2 separate regions of the Cricetulus griseus genome follow, and region 2 is linked to region 1. A link is a contact called in public Hi-C data. All regions are on one chromosome and are shown on one strand. Each heading gives the region's core, a stretch centred on a gene start, on an enhancer-like site or on the middle of the called end of the contact. The rest is flanking DNA. Distances are from core to core; before and after follow the strand shown.

Region 1 (7,842 bases), core at 3,389-5,888:
TATATCCCATTGGCTCCTAGCTCTTTGGCAGGGCCTGGGTTCTGAACTTCCACCACTGGGGCATGTGCTCAAGTCTTCCTGCCGGCTCTTGTTCAGAGCTGTATTCAGTCTGTGTTTCTGGTCACATCCACCAAAAAGCTACTGAATAACAGAGTGACAGAGACTCGGTTGAGCAGGAGGTAAAAGGGACCCAGGGACACCTTCCCAGATGCAGCCTTTGCAAAGGCATGGCCCACCATGCTCTGGGCCACCACTGGGCCTGCTCTTCTTCCAGCTTTGGAACTGTCATAAAGTTCCAAGTGTCACTAAACCTGAAGTCACTCAGCTCTTGGAGTCTTAGAGCAAATGGCACCTTCTCTGTCCAAAAAATCACTGGAAACAGGAGCAGGACAGGAGGCCAGAAGCCCCTCAGGGATTTCTGTCAGGGGATGACAGAAAATGAGTCCTAGTGCAGAGTTTGCAGTCTTGGAGGGAGGGGCAGACAGACCAGCCTGGGAAAACATGAATGCAGCAAACGCCCCCAGGACGGTCACAAGGATCACAGAGTCCCCTTATCGCAGAGCTGCATTCAGGCTTGGGGAGGCACACAAGGACCTAGAAAAACATTTGTAGCTTAGAGAATTCTAGATGTTGAGAAAGACGACGTGAGCAGTGCAGCCTTGGGGTGGGGCTTCTGTGGAGAGAGGTGACAGCTGCATGCTGAGGTTTACATGTCCCCCACAGGCTCCTGTGAGAGATGTTTGCTCCCTGACTGGTGAAGCTGATTTGGGAGGCCATGGACATTTTAAAAGGTGGCCTCAGCTGGCAAAAGTCGGGGATGGACTTTGAGGACTGTGCACAAACCCTGGTTCAGCCCCGGCCGCTTCCCGTTCCCCGCTTTGTTGTCACATTTTCCTGCCATCGTGCAGATCTGAGACTGGAGGGCGCAGACTGAGAGTTCCAGTTTATCTATTGTGCCCCTGACCAACGCATCGGAGAGAGCAGGCGAGGAGTAACAGGAAAGGGAAGAGTTTAGTAAAATGAGCTTAGAAAGGGTCAGAGCTGGATCCAGGTCTTTGAGGGGTCATTTACTTATTAACCCCCCCCCCATGTGCATCTGCTCCATTTTATCACACAGCAAAACCACAATCCAGGGGTTTCCAGTCTTTCTCTGCTATGGCTTCCCTCCATGACCTTCCTAAAACAGTGCCACCAACACTGGGGACCAAGTGTTCAAACATAAGAGCCTGTGGGGCACATTCCACATTTAAAACACAGCAGCACTGGAACTTAGAGTACTTGGAGACTTTTGAAGTAGAAGAGAATGCATTTGATATTATGTGATGGCCCATGACCCTTTTGGGGGTGAGGAGTGGAGTGCTGTGTTTTGAACCTGAAGTGTCCTGCACAGGCTCATTCCCCATTGGGGAACTGGGCCTTGGATTTCATGCTAGTGGTATTGTTTCGGAAGGCTATGGGGCTTTTCAGAGGCAAGGCCTAGCTGGTGGAGACAGGTCACAGGGATGGGCCTTTCTCTCTGCTTCCTGTTGGTCACCACGTTGACAGATGTCCTTTGCCACATGTTTCTGCCACCATGGTGTTCTACATGGGGCAACTGAGGTCTAAGCCCTCTGAATCCACAGACACGCATGAAAGAACTTATGTTGGACTGGTGAGATGGCTCAGTCAGTAAAGGTACTTGCTGTCAAGCCTGGGGACCTGAGTTTTATCCCCTGGTCCCCATGGTGGAAGGAGAGAACTGACACTGTTGGTTGTTTTCTGACCTCCACAGGAGCCATCCCTTGAAACAAACAAACAAACAAACAAATGGCATACACGCAGAGGTCAGAGAACAATTCAAGGAAATTGGTCTCCTTTCACCGTGTGGGCCCAGGGACTGAACTCAGGTCTTCAGGATTGGCCATAAATGCCTCTTATTTATTGAGCTGTCTCATTGGCCTGAATTCATGCACGGATGGGGCAAATCAGCTACTGGGAAGGCCAGGGCAGGGAGAATCAGGCCGTGGCATCAGGCCGTGCGAAGGCCCTGAGGTGGAAGTGAATTTCAGAGCAGATAATGCTGCCTGCCTGTGCACCAGTGACTGATGCCTGGAGCAGCCATTGTGGCCACGTTCTGTGACAGAACCAGAACTGATTCTCAACACGGTGGGTCTCAGAATGATTGTGGGTGCAAAAAGCTGAGCTTTAGCAGAGCCTGAAGCAGCTCTGGGCATAGGCCGACACTCTCTGGGGAAAGGACTTCTCACCCTGGATTTGTGGAGAATGGGCAGAATTTCTGCCTGTATTCTCCCTCTCCACCCTCACTCTGGCGGTGAAAGCTTGTGGTCAAGCCCAGCGTCATGGGGGATTAAATCTTATGATGAAGTAGAGTGAATGTGTGCTAAAAGCCCCGGCCATCACCCAGGGCCACAGAACTGATGGGGCTGTGGCTTTCCAGGGGCATGTAGGAAACAGTGCCTATGCAGCACGGCTTTGAGGAGCCTGTAGGGACAAGTCCTATCCCCAAGACCTGCTCAGTCCTGGGGAGGGGTGTGGATTTCATTGTGCCCGGAGGATGGTGGGAGCCATAGGGCTTTCATTAGGAGGGTGGCGTGGACTGATCCCTCTGCAGTCAAGAGTGGGATAGGTCTGTCTGGTGGATGTAAGCCCGGGCAGAGTCAGTCTTCAGGCCTGGGAGGAAGAGCAGGAGGCTACTGTGGGAAAGGAAAGATGACAGACCCCAGAAACACTGAGGAAGGCTCTAACTCAGGAGGACATTGCTAAGCGATGGGACTTCCCTCAGAGCTTTGGGCTTTGCATCTCTGACGTGTGTACAAGCGTGATGCATGTTGCCTGTTGCCATGCCACACGGACATGGCGTCTCTGCGTGCTCAGAAAGGGTTTGTCCAACCGCGACGCCTGCAGTTTCGTCTTTGTGTCATTGTTTTATAGTTTCTCACAATGCGCTTATTAACTTCCAAGAAGTCAAAGTGTAGAGGAGAGGACAAAGGCGGAAGGAAAGGGTGGCCAGGGTGGCTTTGGGTCCTTGGGTGACAGGGATACTTTTCTACGGTTAGTTTTGGCCACTTGACACATCTCGACTCCTTTGGGAAGAATGTCTTCATGAGGGATTGTCTAGAGTAGGTTGGCCCCTAAGCATGTCTTTGGGGGAATTATCTTGATCCCGTCAATGGATGTGGGAAGACCAGTCCCTAAACAGGAGGTTCTGAACTGTGTCAGCGGGGAAGGCGAGCTGAGCAAGGCAGGCGTGCAATTTGCTCTTCTTTTGCTCTCAACTGTGGTTGTCACTAGATGTCTCGGGTTTTTGCACCTTGAGCTCCATGCCGCGATGGGCTGTAACCTGGAACTGTGAGCTGAAATAAGCGCCTTTCTCCCTAAGTTGCTTTTGCACTTTTTTTTTTTTTTAAATCACAGCAACATGAAACAAAACTAAGACAGAAGTAATGGTCACTTCCCCATCCAGGGAACACAGGAGAACTGTGAGTCAGAGCTGGCTTAGACACATTGGAGGTGAGATTCTCATGGGACACTGGACAGAGTCATTATCACCAACAAACAGGCAGGGAGCCGGGCCTCAGGCCTGGGGAGCGCAGGGCTCAGGGAACCTGGTGGGCAGGCCCAGGAGTCTTCAGCGGCCTCATGCTTTTCCACGTCCTTCCCCCAAGTGAACCGGAAGTAACTCGGGATGTGCAGATGACCCAGCTCCCAGAGGCCTTGTGTGGATAAGAGTTACAATTCATGATTTGTAAGGAGAGCTGATGTCTGTGAACTTTGCATGGTTTTTGGAATAGGGTCTCACTATGTAGCCTTGGCTGGCCTTGAATGTGTGGTGACCCTTCTGCTTCAGCTCCCAAATGCTGATCACAGGTATGAGGCACTGTCCTAGGAAGTGTTTGCGAATTCTTGAAGTGGGGCCGAGGAGGCTGTGAGGAAGGAGACCTACAACAGCCCGACCCACAATTCACAAGTAAATGTGCCCTGTGGAAGTCATTTTCTTGTCTTTCTTTTTTCTTTTTTTGCAAATTTTTTTTAAATTTGAATTAGAAACAAGATTGTTTTACATGTCAACCCCAGTTACCACTCCCTCCCCTCCTCCCCTACCACCCTCCCCAACTAAAACCCTACCTATCACATATCCTTTCTGCTCCCCCTGGAGGGTGAGGCCTGTGGAAGTCATTTTTAACGTAGCTTTCTGTGACATTCAGATGAACTTGGTCTAGATGAATTCACGATAATTTTGTGACATTTGGTCAGGCTTCTGACTCACACCTGGAGGCATTAATCTGTGCAAGATTAACCCGGCTCCCGCCTGGCCTGGCCCTGGTGGCAGCTTGAAGTGTTGAGCGCCACCTGGTGGCCGCACGGCACATGGCACTACCCGGAGGTGCCCGCGGAAGTCTGTTTCTCAGCCATTTGCATCTCAGTCCCAGCTTATACTTTAGTCAGCACCCCGAATCTTGAACGTCAGCGGTTTGGCATAGACTACAGGAATTTAAGACACTATTGAGCTTCCTAACTCTCGTGGGCTCCGGAAATGGGGGAGGGGGGGAGATGGCTGCTTCTAGGAAGTGTCTGGCTATCCTTCTCCTCCTGCCAGCTGAGAACTGGCTACTAAATAAAGATGCCATGTGACCGCCCTTCTGCAGACTCTGGTCTCAGAGCAACAGTTAAAGTGGAGAGGAGGGAGGCAGATGACTCACTGATACTCCAGGAGCAGGAAATTAGCACCCTGGGAGCCTGACCCGTCAGCAACCCAAGCAGAATTGATTGGCGGTGGTTTGAGCTGTGGGTGGAGTGGCTTTAATGTAGCTGAGCTTGTTAATACTTCCTTCTGCTGACCTTGGGCACAAACCTAAAATGAAGCTGGGATTGGTTGGTGGCTCAGGAAGCCGAGGCAGAAGGATTGCTGTGAGTTCCATGACAGCTTGAGCTTAAAAACAAAATGAAAAAAAACCCCAAACAAATTCTGAAGTGACCAATAATGGCTCCCACCAACTTTCTTCAAGGTTTAGAAATTCCCGAGGTTGGTGGAGAGACTCTGGGCGGGGCCACACAGGCTGCCACCCACACTGGTGGGTGGCAGGTGGTGCAGGTGGTCGGCTGTCTTCTCCCTTTGCTAATGGGGCCACTTGATGCCGCCTGGGTACTGGTTCCCTCTCAGCCCTGAGTCCACTGAGCCTTTGGACTAAGTGTGGCTCCAAGCAACAGAGACAGATGGCAGAGGTCCTTGGAGAAGGCTGAAGTAACAAAGGGACAACGTCTTATCTTTCAGTCTGGAGCAGAAACTGGAAACCCGGCCGGCAGTGGTGTGTGGGCTGCTCCCCAGTGGGGTGTGTGGGCTGGGCTGCTCCCCAGTGGGGTGAGTGAGAGGAGGCATGGACCTACTGGTTTGCCGTGCTGGGGTCAATGAAGCAGTGAGGTAGGGGCGGCCTGGCCACATGGATGAAAGCACCAGGGTAGGCAGAGTGGCCACAGGGTCATGGATTCAGCCGACACTGAGAAGCCAAGCCAGGGACACAAAGAGCTACTTGCAACATACTCTTCAGACCTGGAATGAGGGGACTTGAAAGTCAGCTAAACATTTTCCTGCTAGAGAAATTGGGGTCTCAGAGATCGTGTGACTCCTCTGTGAATCTGTATAGCTAGGCGACACTAGACTTCCACCCCGGCAGAGATGCCTTCCACAAGGCTGTGGGGTCCAGACAACACAGAGGCCCCTGTTCCAAAATGCTTTATCTTGTTTTGTACTTAAAGTAGAGAAGTTTTTGTGTGTTTGTTTTGGGTTTTGAGATAGGGTCTCCATATTCACTTAGGCTGGGCTTGAACTCCTTCATAGAGAGCCCTGAGCCTTGCTGATGCTGAGCCAGGGTTTCTGTGTGTTGGAGAACGCAGGACAGGTGGTCACAGCCTCCTCCCTTTCCCTCTCCCAAAGGCCTCTAAAGCAACAGGTTCTGTGCCCACATGGTTTCCTCTTCCTCATGTAAAACAGTCTAGTTCTCTAACAGCTTTCCTATTTGCATCTCCACCTGGCATCGGGGTAGCCACAAACAAAATTATACTCTGCTTTACATGGGGCTGAGATGAATCAGGGCTGCAGGGAGACAGGTGGGCAGGACACACCTTGTTTACATCCTCTGTTCTCCCTCTGCTGTCTGCGCTGTCTGCAGATCTCTGCAAAGATGGCTCAGAGCATGGCGGGGGAGAGGGATCTCTTCTCAGAGCCCAGCCCCAAGTTTTCTTCAGCTTCTGTTCCCATGCTTGTGGTACTCCCGTCAGCATGTATGTCCCAGGGGACAATGTCTCTGTTCCTGGTGAGGCACAGGTAGGTGGCTGTGTGTTGAAAAAGGCTCTCCCTCCTGGGAGTGTCTTTTGGTTTATAAACCAAGCACACACAGAGATGTGTCCCAGGCAGATCCCTGTCCCTGCCCTCATTCTGGGGCATGTGAGCTGTCAAATGTCCACGGCCATCTGGGGCCATGGGAGGCAAATCATCAAACCAAGATCTTTACCATCTGCTACCTCAAAGGGTGTTGCCAGGGGTCCTCCCCCAGAGCTGTTATCCATGGGCGAAACTTTGTTTCCAGTCTGGTGGTGTGTCTGTCTGAACTCAGTTGGCCCTGGGTCCTGAGGCAGATGGTCCTGGAACTACTTAAGGGGCAGCAGTACCTGGGGACAGAGGTGTCACCTTTCCCCGCCTTCCTACCTATGTTATTGGGTCTGGGTCTGTTTATCAAAATGATATTGGAGGGGGCCTCATGGGTCATCTGTACACAGTGTCCAGGTTCTTCATGTCTGGAACAGGGACTTGAGCGAGACACAGAGCAGCAGCAAGGTGTAGATTTATTAAAAGTGAGAGTGAGTACAGGGTGTACTTCATGGACAGAGGGGCCAAACAGGCTTGTGGCTTGTAGGCCCTCTGGCTTTTCTTTATGGGGAGGGGGTGTGTGCATATCCCTGACAGGAGTGCACCTTTCATTAACTGTAGCAAGTCATTGGCTTTTCTTTTTTGTTTGCATACTCCTTGGAGGTCAAGGCCGGTCCAAGGGAGGTCTTTAGGTCTTTCTCGGCTGCTGGGTATTGAGTTAGCTTCTTATGACTCATAGTCATGTGTGTGTGTGTGTGACTGCCTTCAGGACTCATAGGCTCTGGAGCTGTCCCCTGGCCTCTGTTCTGTTTCAGGGACAGATTCCTGCAGGCCATGTCTCTGTTCTTCCAGCTGCCATGGTTGGGAGGTGCTGGCAGGAGACTACAGCAGGACCGAAGCCTGTTCCTTCTGTCCCCTTCCTGCTGTGACAGACAAGACCACAGAGGTTCCAACTTCTTCTGGTAACCCACCACTGGCCTTGGGGGCACCTCCCCCTCCTCTGTCCCTTGTTCCTCAGCTGTGATGTCAATTCTGGAATGTCCTTGGCTCCTTTATGCTCCAAGTTACCAGTTCTCTGCATTAAACACCCGGCAACATCTTTTATCCAGACCCATGCACACACACACACACACACACACACACACACACACACACACACACACCAGAGGAGGACCTTGAGTGTCTTGCTCTGCTGCTCTCTGCTTCATACCCTTGGGATAAGGTCTCTCACTGAATCTAAAGCTAGGCTGGCAGCCATGGAATACCAGCCACCCAGTCCTCCTCTCTATCCCCACACAGAAAAGAGGCTACAGACATAAATGGCCACCCAGGTCTCTAGGTACAAGCTTCCAGCTTAGAACTCGGCCCCTCACGCTCATGCAGCAATTGCCCCTGCACACCTGGCCTTCTCCGCAGCTCCTCTCCCTACGTTTTGACTATGAACCTGTCAAACTCACAGAGAACTCTCATCTGGCATC
Region 2 (7,842 bases), core at 3,768-6,267, 130 kb after region 1:
GTGAACATTTGTAAAAACTAATCAAGTAATGAAGGTGGAGGCTGAAAGACTCCCAGGGTGACCACATCTGGGTCCCCGTAACCTGTGCCTGTGTCCCTCAGATGATGGATGCTTCACAGCTGTGAAGCTTTTGAGATGGTGGGGGTCGGGGGAGCCTGAACTGTCCTTGTAAGAGGGCACATGGTACTGGAGCCAAGGCAACTATAGAAGCAAGGTGTCAGTGTGCTGGGACAAAGGGGGTCACACGCCAGGGAACAAGCACAGAGATGGACGGTCACATTGGAGCCTCCAGGAGGAGCCAGCCCTGCAGATACCTTGACTTTGATCCAGCAGGACTGATTGTGGACTATGAGGAAAATGAATACATATCACTTTGGGAAACAAACTCTGGTCATTTTCCTCAGTAGCTAGAATGGGAATACTGAACACAACCATATCTTGATTTTATCTTAAAGCTAACGTTTAAAAAGAACTGAAACAAGTATGGAGACTATTCCAGGTAATTATAGATATTTGCACCTGGCTCCGAAATGCATGCAGATAGATCAGGGCAAATAAATGTGTGTGAGTGGGTGTGAGTGTGTAAGTGTGTATGTGAGTGTGTGAGTGTGTGTGAGTGTGTGAGTGTGTATGTGAGTGTGTGAGTGTGAGAGTGTGTGAGTGTGAGTGTGAGAGTGTGTGAGTGTGTATGTGAGTGTGTGAGTGTGAGAGTGTGTGAGTGTGTGAGAGTGTGTGAGTGTGTATGTGTGTGTGAGAGTGTGAGAGTGTGTGAGTGTGTGTGAGTGTGTGTGAGTGTGTGAATGTGTGTGAGTGTGTGTGTAGTAAAGTAAGCAGAACAAAATGTAAATTATTTAATTGGCATTTTCACTTTTCAGGGAGCAACGTACACTCCAGAATTTCCATGCTTTTTTTCTTTTCATTTTTGGGACAGAGTCTGGTTATATAGCTCTTCCTGGCTTGGAGCTTGCTTTGTTGACCAGGCTGGCCTCAGACTTCTGGTGCTTTCCCTGACCCTGTTCTCCAGGTGCTGAGATCAGGAGTGCACCACCACACCTGGCTCCCACAGGAGTGCAGTGTTGCCTGTGGCTCCCACCACTTGAAATGTCATCAAGATCTACTTTCATCAGCCTCATCCTTAGGAGGGGGGGAGATGCTCAGAACTTCTGCAACAAATATGGACTTGAGAGACACCACAGGCAGGAAAGGCAGTGCATCTGAGTCCCTGCTAAGCCTCCTGTTCTGAAGGGGGAAATGAAGTCCTTGAAAAGATAGTAACTGGGCTGTTTGCTCAGTGTCTCTGGACTGGTGTTTGTTGGGGCTGCGGTCAGGACCAGCTGAGCAGCCCCGGGGCCATTCCTGAGTGGGGGAGTGTGGGTGAGGGAAAGGCTAGCTAAAAGAATTAAGAATCAGAGACTCAGTTTAGCGGTCAGGAAGGCAGTTTATTAATGCATCATAAGTAATCAACCAAAGGTGGGGACAATGGCAGAAGACTTCTATTATCATGTATAAATAAATAGCAATTACTTCCCTTAATCCTAAAGACACTCCAAAGCTGCATGTACTACTTGGCCTTCAGGTGCTTAATAGGTGCTTGTATCACCTAGCCTTTAGGGTGAGAGTAAACCTGCCTGGGTCTATTGTTTTTAGATAGGAGCCATTCACCACAGAGGCCAGGGCATCCTGCAGCCTTTAAACCAATGTCTTAAGGACAATAGGGCCTGGTGGTGGTGGTGCAAACCTTTAATCCCAGCACTCAGGAGGCAGAGGCAGAGAGGCAGAGGCAGAGGCAGAGGCAGACAGATCTCTGTGAATTTGAGACCAGACAGAGCTAGTTTCAGGACAGCCTCCAAAGCCACAGAGAAACCCTGTCTCGAAAAACCAATAAATAAATAAATAAATAAATAAATAAATAAATAAATAAATGACAATAGGAGTGATTTGAGCTCTCTGAACTTGTGGTAAGATGGAATGGACTCCCATTTATGGGTCCTGTCAGCTCAGGGAAAGGATTAAGGAACCTCCCAGTAGCTTGGGGTTTGGTGTCTAGATTCCTACCTGTGAGGACAATTTCTAGGAGGTGGCCTGGGAGCAAGTTACTGAATTCTTCGTAAGCTGGAGCCTATAGGGTTGTGTGAACTTCCTAACAAATGGGGTCGAAGTATTCTCCATAAAGTATCTGACACAGCACCTGATGGCTCACACCTGTAGGGGACAGTGTAAGCCATGCCTGCTAGAAACTGGCTACAGGTGTGCCTGACCACGCCTGTCAGGGTGTGGTCAAGGTGAGGTCAGGATGAAATGTGATAGGGTTTTAAGGGGCTGCAAGACACATGGGAGCCCCTTCTCTCTGGCCTCCCTGCCTTGCTGCCCCTGGCATGCTCTGGCTTTTGTCTGGATGGTGTTTTTCTAATAAAGGATATCTTTATCAAAAGCTCCTTTTATTTCTTAATACACACCAATCCTGAGATGGTCAACGTTGTGACTGGTCATCAGCTTCTGAGCAAATAGCAGAGCAGAGACACATGGGCATTTGCCTGCACTGTTGACTCACACTGCTCTGCGGGTCTTGAAGATGACCAGCACTCAACAGATTCTGTAAGATAGCTCACTAGAGAGATGGCTCAGTGGTTAAGAGCATTGGCTGCCCTTCTAGAGACCCAGCACCTGCAGGGTGACTTACAAATGTCTATAACTCCAGTCCTAGGGCATCTGAAGCTCTCTTTTGACCTCCATAGGCACCAGGCACACATGTCGCGCCCAGACATGCATGCAGGCAGAACGCTCAGACACACAAAGTAGGTAGATGTTTTTGAAAGGAAGAAAATACACAGCATTAGTCTAGACTATTGTGAACTCAGACCTACGTGTACAGCTTCCTAGCAGGCTCTTTCCTCTCCTCCCCTCTCCTCTCCTCTCCTCCCCTCCCCTCCCCTCCCTTCTCTTCCCTTTCCTTCCCTTCCCTTTCCTCTTTCCTTGCCTGTCCTGCAGGCACCTGTCTCAAGAAGACTGAATGGAATACATTGCCTCTCTTGTGAAAGAATGCCATGGCTATCCACTTAGAAATGGATTTTCAGACTTACCCTTCTCCCCTTCCTACTCCCAATGTACTAGTGAGTGGTGCTTGCTGTTGTTATTGGTGGCCATGTGTGTGTTTGAAGACAGTTTGACTATGTAGCCCAGGCTAGCCTAGAACTCACAATTCAGCCTCCAGACTCCAGTCCCCACAGTGTAGGGATTGCAAGGGTGCCGGGCAGCAAGGCCTAGTTCCTAGGATCTTAGTTTATCTCTTCCACCCACTACTCTCCCATTTGTTTTAGCTCATGAACTTCTGTCTGCCTGTGTCCCAGAAGCATTCCCCACGGGCTTCCTTGTTCCCAAGCTTGCCACCCCTACCTCTCTGTCCTTGCCAGAATGAGCGTTCTCCAGGGGAAACCGACTGTCTGCTTCCAGACTTCCGACAGTGCTCCTGACTTAGCTAGTCCCTGCAGAACTGACCACTTGCCCTCCTTTAGTTTCTACACAGCTGCCTGGAATATTCCACCGCCCTCCCTCAAGCCTGAGGTCTATGATTGGAATGCTTCACATGATCATTGCTCCCTGGGCTCTGTCCCCACCGGCTGTTACCTTCATCCTAGATTCATCAGGCCCCGTGGTGAGCTGGTCACCTTTGTCCCTCACCTCTGTGTCGTTGAGCTTAGCTCAGAGGCTGGCTTTAGATGCTATGAAGGAAAAGAAACTTCAGTGTGTCTGGTGGGGTCCTATTAGGAAGCAGAAGGCGTTCTACAGGCAGAACAGACATTTACAAAAATGAGCGAGGTTAAGGAAATTGTGGAGGGCTGGTAGAACAACCAGGCTGGCAGTGGTTGGTGCCCTCTTCACCTCTAGCTGGACAGAGGTCTTTCGCAGAGCAGAACCACACTGGATGTTGACCTGGCACAGCGGAAACCACGAGAGCTTATTCAGCTGCCAAGCTCCCTACGAGCCTAACCCAAAGTCAGTCCTGTGCCTTTCAGGAGTCCCTAAAGGCCAGCCTTTCAGGTACAGGGCAGAGAGAACTGTCTGGAAGGCAGGTCTGCAGAGAAAAACAACACCAGGAATACTCTATCCTTCTCCCTAAGCATGGACGAAGGCACCTGCACTCATGAGCAAGAACATGACACCACTTTTCTCCTGAGCCATGGTGGCAGGTGGACAGTCTGGGCATACTCTTTCTCTGGGGTAGCAGTCACTAGGCCCCTAAGAGACACTTTCCAGCTCTACTTTCTGTTCTCAGCTTGTCTCACTGAGAAACCTAGTACTGGGCTTAGTGGTCATGAAAGTCTCAAATGGACCTGCCATCTGCAAACTCCAAACTTTCTTATCTTTCTAGGGTCGAGCCTGACTGGTTTTCATGATCACGAACCGAACATAAGTGCTCTGCCTTCTGGCAGAAAGCCCGGGCCCAGATCTCGGGGAAAAGGGTACCCTGAAAAGGCTCACACCTGTAACCAGCACTTGGGAGACTGAGGCTATGAAGCTGCAGCCAGCCTAGGCTATAGAGCGAGTCCTGATCCCAAAACAAACCAACACCCACACGACCAGGCAACAACCCTTGAAGAAAGAGTTGGGTCCAAAAGGAATTCTGTACTCTGTGTGAGTGGGTGATGGGGTGATGGAGTGCGGAGGAAGCCATTCCTGGTTTAGAGTGGCCTAAGGGAGCCGGCCGCACGTGGAAGTTAGGGTAACACGCAGGATGACAGCCACTGGCTAGGACAACTCAGGTGGGAACAGCAGCTTGGGGCGGGAAACGCTGAGGGGAGAGGTGCTAGCGCTGCAAGTCAGGACTGGTCTCCTTGTTTGCTGCTGGGAAGGTGATGTGACTTCAAACAAAATCAGGCTGGCCGGGCGGAGCTGCTTTAGGACAGCGCCGCCTGTCGGCGAAGCGCAGAAGCGCATGGGCCTCCTCTTGGGGCCCCTGGGCGCTGCGGAGAGAGGCGGGGCGCCGGCAGAGGCTCGGCGGCGGCGGCGGGGTCGTGGTTCACGGGATCACAGCCTGCCACTCACGCTGTAACAGCCAAGGAGGGCACAGGAGCCCTAGTCGCGGTAAACCCAGCCTTCTGCTGTGTGAGAACAGCGCTCCCTTGTGTCCGGGCGGTGCAGATTCAAAGATTTTTGTCAACCTTACTGTTGGGTTTGGGATTCCTGCAAAATATACTTAGTGCCCTACTGTGTGCCCGCTTAGTAGCAGGCGCCGACTTCTCCATAGCAGGGACTGACAGGGTGTTTCTTGAGCTCCCTGGAACAGCACTGCTTTCCTAAATGTCTCTGCGTGTTCACATGCCAGGGGACCAGGAAGCAGAGCTGGTTTTTGGTTTTGTTTTGTTTTTTTCTTTCTTTCTATTTTGAGACCGAGTCTCACTACGTTATCTAGGTTAACCTTGAACTCAAATATGTAGTTCAGGCAAGCCTTGGACTTGCAGTCCTTCCTCTTGCATTAGTCTCCAGAGTAACACCCCCCAATCCTGGTTTATTTCTGATGTTCAATTCGGAGTACAATCTGTAAACTTCTACCTGGCCTAATTCACCACTCCAGTGGAATTTCTATCCTTTTGTCCGCAGGGTTTGTCCAGAAACCTCTGACCCTGATGAAATTTTGTGTTTATTATCTTTTAATAATGAAATATATGTATATGAAAAATAAACACAGAATTAAGGTACTGTGGACAGACACAAAGGAAGCCAAGAAATGGCTCATTGCTTCAAGGATGCCAGGTCTTTTTCCTCCTCCCACAACTGATCTGCATGGCATTACCTCTTTCCTTTGCTCTGGACTGGCTTTTGGATGCATCCCCAGAGGATAAAGACTGGCTTTGCCTGTGTTGAACCTCATACAAACAGAGTCTTGTGAAGGTGATGTCTTGTATGTCTTTCATGTTTTGCTCAATTTCATGTGTCCATGAATGCTATTATGTGTTTTTTCACTCTGAGAATCTGCAACTGACAATCCATTTTACTGGTGGTTTGTTTCTGGATTGGGGGATTACAAACTGTGATCTACGATCGTATTGGTGTATATGGGTTGATAAATCTGTTCCAGAGTGAGTTGGTGACGTCATCAGTGTCAGGTTGCAACTTTATACTAGTGTGCAGTCATTTTTCAATGTAACTACACTAGTTCCTACTGGGGCATCCTTGCCATCCTTACCATCACTTGATATTACCAAACAGGACTTTTTCTTTGTCAAATATGGTAATTTGTTTTATGTTTTCTTATTGTGGTTGTAATTTGACCTGATGAGGTATCTATCAATAATATTGAGTATGTTTCTTGTGTTTATTGGTCATTTGGATATCTACTGTTGTCCAGTGTCTTGGCTACATTTTCTGCTGCCTTGATGAATTAAATGAACTCTTCCTATGACATAGCTAGTACTTTACCATCTTGGTCCTACTACAAATAGTAATCACATGCTCACAGATACCCTGTGACCCTGGGTGGTATATCTTATCTCTTCATTGAATTTGTTCTGTTTTGGTGAATCAATGCAATGAGTTTTCTCAACACTTCATTTTACAGTTGTTGCTTTGTGTCCTGGTTAGAAGATCTGTGTCTCAAGGGTAAATGTGACCAGATGGTGCAAGGGACTTGGGTCTGTGTTCTCAAGAAGATCTTCTCTTGGCCTTTGCTCATACTGCTTCCACTCTCCGGCCTCTGGTTAGAGGGAGGCGACTGTTTTCAAGAAGACCCTTTAGATTTGTACCTCCTTATTTTGAGTGAAGGGTACTTTCAGTGAAACGGGGGTATGGGTCAGAGCAGAACTGGGCTGAGAGTCTGTGGATGCTGGAGAAGAAGGGTGAGCTGTGGTGGGGTGACTCCCCCTTAGAGCTAGAGTGCCCCCTCCCTGAACTGTGTATTCCAAGGTGAGTGGGATGGACTAGGAGGAAATGGGTGGAAGATAGTACAACAGTAGGAAAACTCTAAATCTGGGACCTGGGGCACAGCTCCAATAGCCAGCTGAGATAGAATGGGTGTCTGGGCAAACCTGACAGGGAAGGGGAGGCCTCACTCCGCAGCATCCACAGGGGCCAGCATGACCTTATCTCCTTGAATCTCCGGGGCCAATGGGAACTTCTAAGCAGGAAGCAGGAAGCATTAAGAGACGTTTGCTCAGTTGGGGAATGAGCATTTTCGAAAGAGCTGAGACTAGGTTTTTCTTAATCAGCTCCCCTCTTCCATTTTTTTTTCTTTTTCTTGTGTGTGTGTGTGTGTGTGTGTGTGTGTGTGTGTGTGTGTGTGTTTAAAAATAGCCACTAGGTGACAGGTTTAGTCACATCTGCTGATTGCAGCAAAGGGTTCAAGTAAGGACTATAGAAGGAACTAGGCATTTGGATTTAAATTCAACTTTCATTTTAATTCTGTTTGTGAACTCGTCAGTCTCAGAGCTTTAAACACATATTTCTGTGATAAGCATCGCACAGTGAAGCTGTGGCAGGCACTGGTATAGTACTCCTTCCTCTCTCAGGCTTTTAAAGATGGTGCGGATTTGACTTCTGCAGTGCTTTTAGATCTGCCCTTAAGTGACCAGACTGTAAACATTCAATTACACAAATGTCAATCAAATTGTTCTGCTAGGAAATGGCCTTTTACTGGCAGGATCTGGCAAGTGGCTTTGTTTACAGCCTCTGAGGGTTCCAGACTTGGGGAGCGGCTGGTGGTAGGCGGCCTGACCCTGCCTTCCATCTCTCCTGCCCAGCCCTGCTCCCCAGCTACAGTCCCTTCCATGAACCTGCCTTTCCTGAAGCCCTAGAAAATCCTTTGGTGTTCTTTCCTGTTAAACCATGCCATTCTTACCTGGAATTTAA

Evidence for each region. A called contact is a pair of places that touch in the nucleus more often than the background predicts.
Region 2: a contact with region 1 is called in a Hi-C map of the CHO-K1 cell line, with 3 times the contacts expected there. The contact joins two enhancer-like sites. A contact is called at or near these places in 2 of 8 Hi-C or Micro-C datasets (the CHK-Q cell line and the CHO-K1 cell line).

The regions. Positions count from the first base shown.
Region 1 is chr8:98,257,658-98,265,499 of CriGri-PICRH-1.0, forward strand. No RefSeq gene overlaps it. Among named protein-coding and RNA genes, the nearest start is that of Kcnh2, 86 kb to the left of the region's middle. Within about 2 kb of position 4,639, at least 4 of the 6 cell types and tissues checked have open chromatin away from gene starts, as enhancers often do. A contact at or near this core is called in the CHO-K1 cell line, where this site is marked.
Region 2 is chr8:98,388,999-98,396,840 of CriGri-PICRH-1.0, forward strand. No RefSeq gene overlaps it. Among named protein-coding and RNA genes, the nearest start is that of Tmem176a, 20 kb to the right of the region's middle. Within about 2 kb of position 5,018, at least 6 of the 6 cell types and tissues checked have open chromatin away from gene starts, as enhancers often do. A contact at or near this core is called in the CHO-K1 cell line, where this site is marked.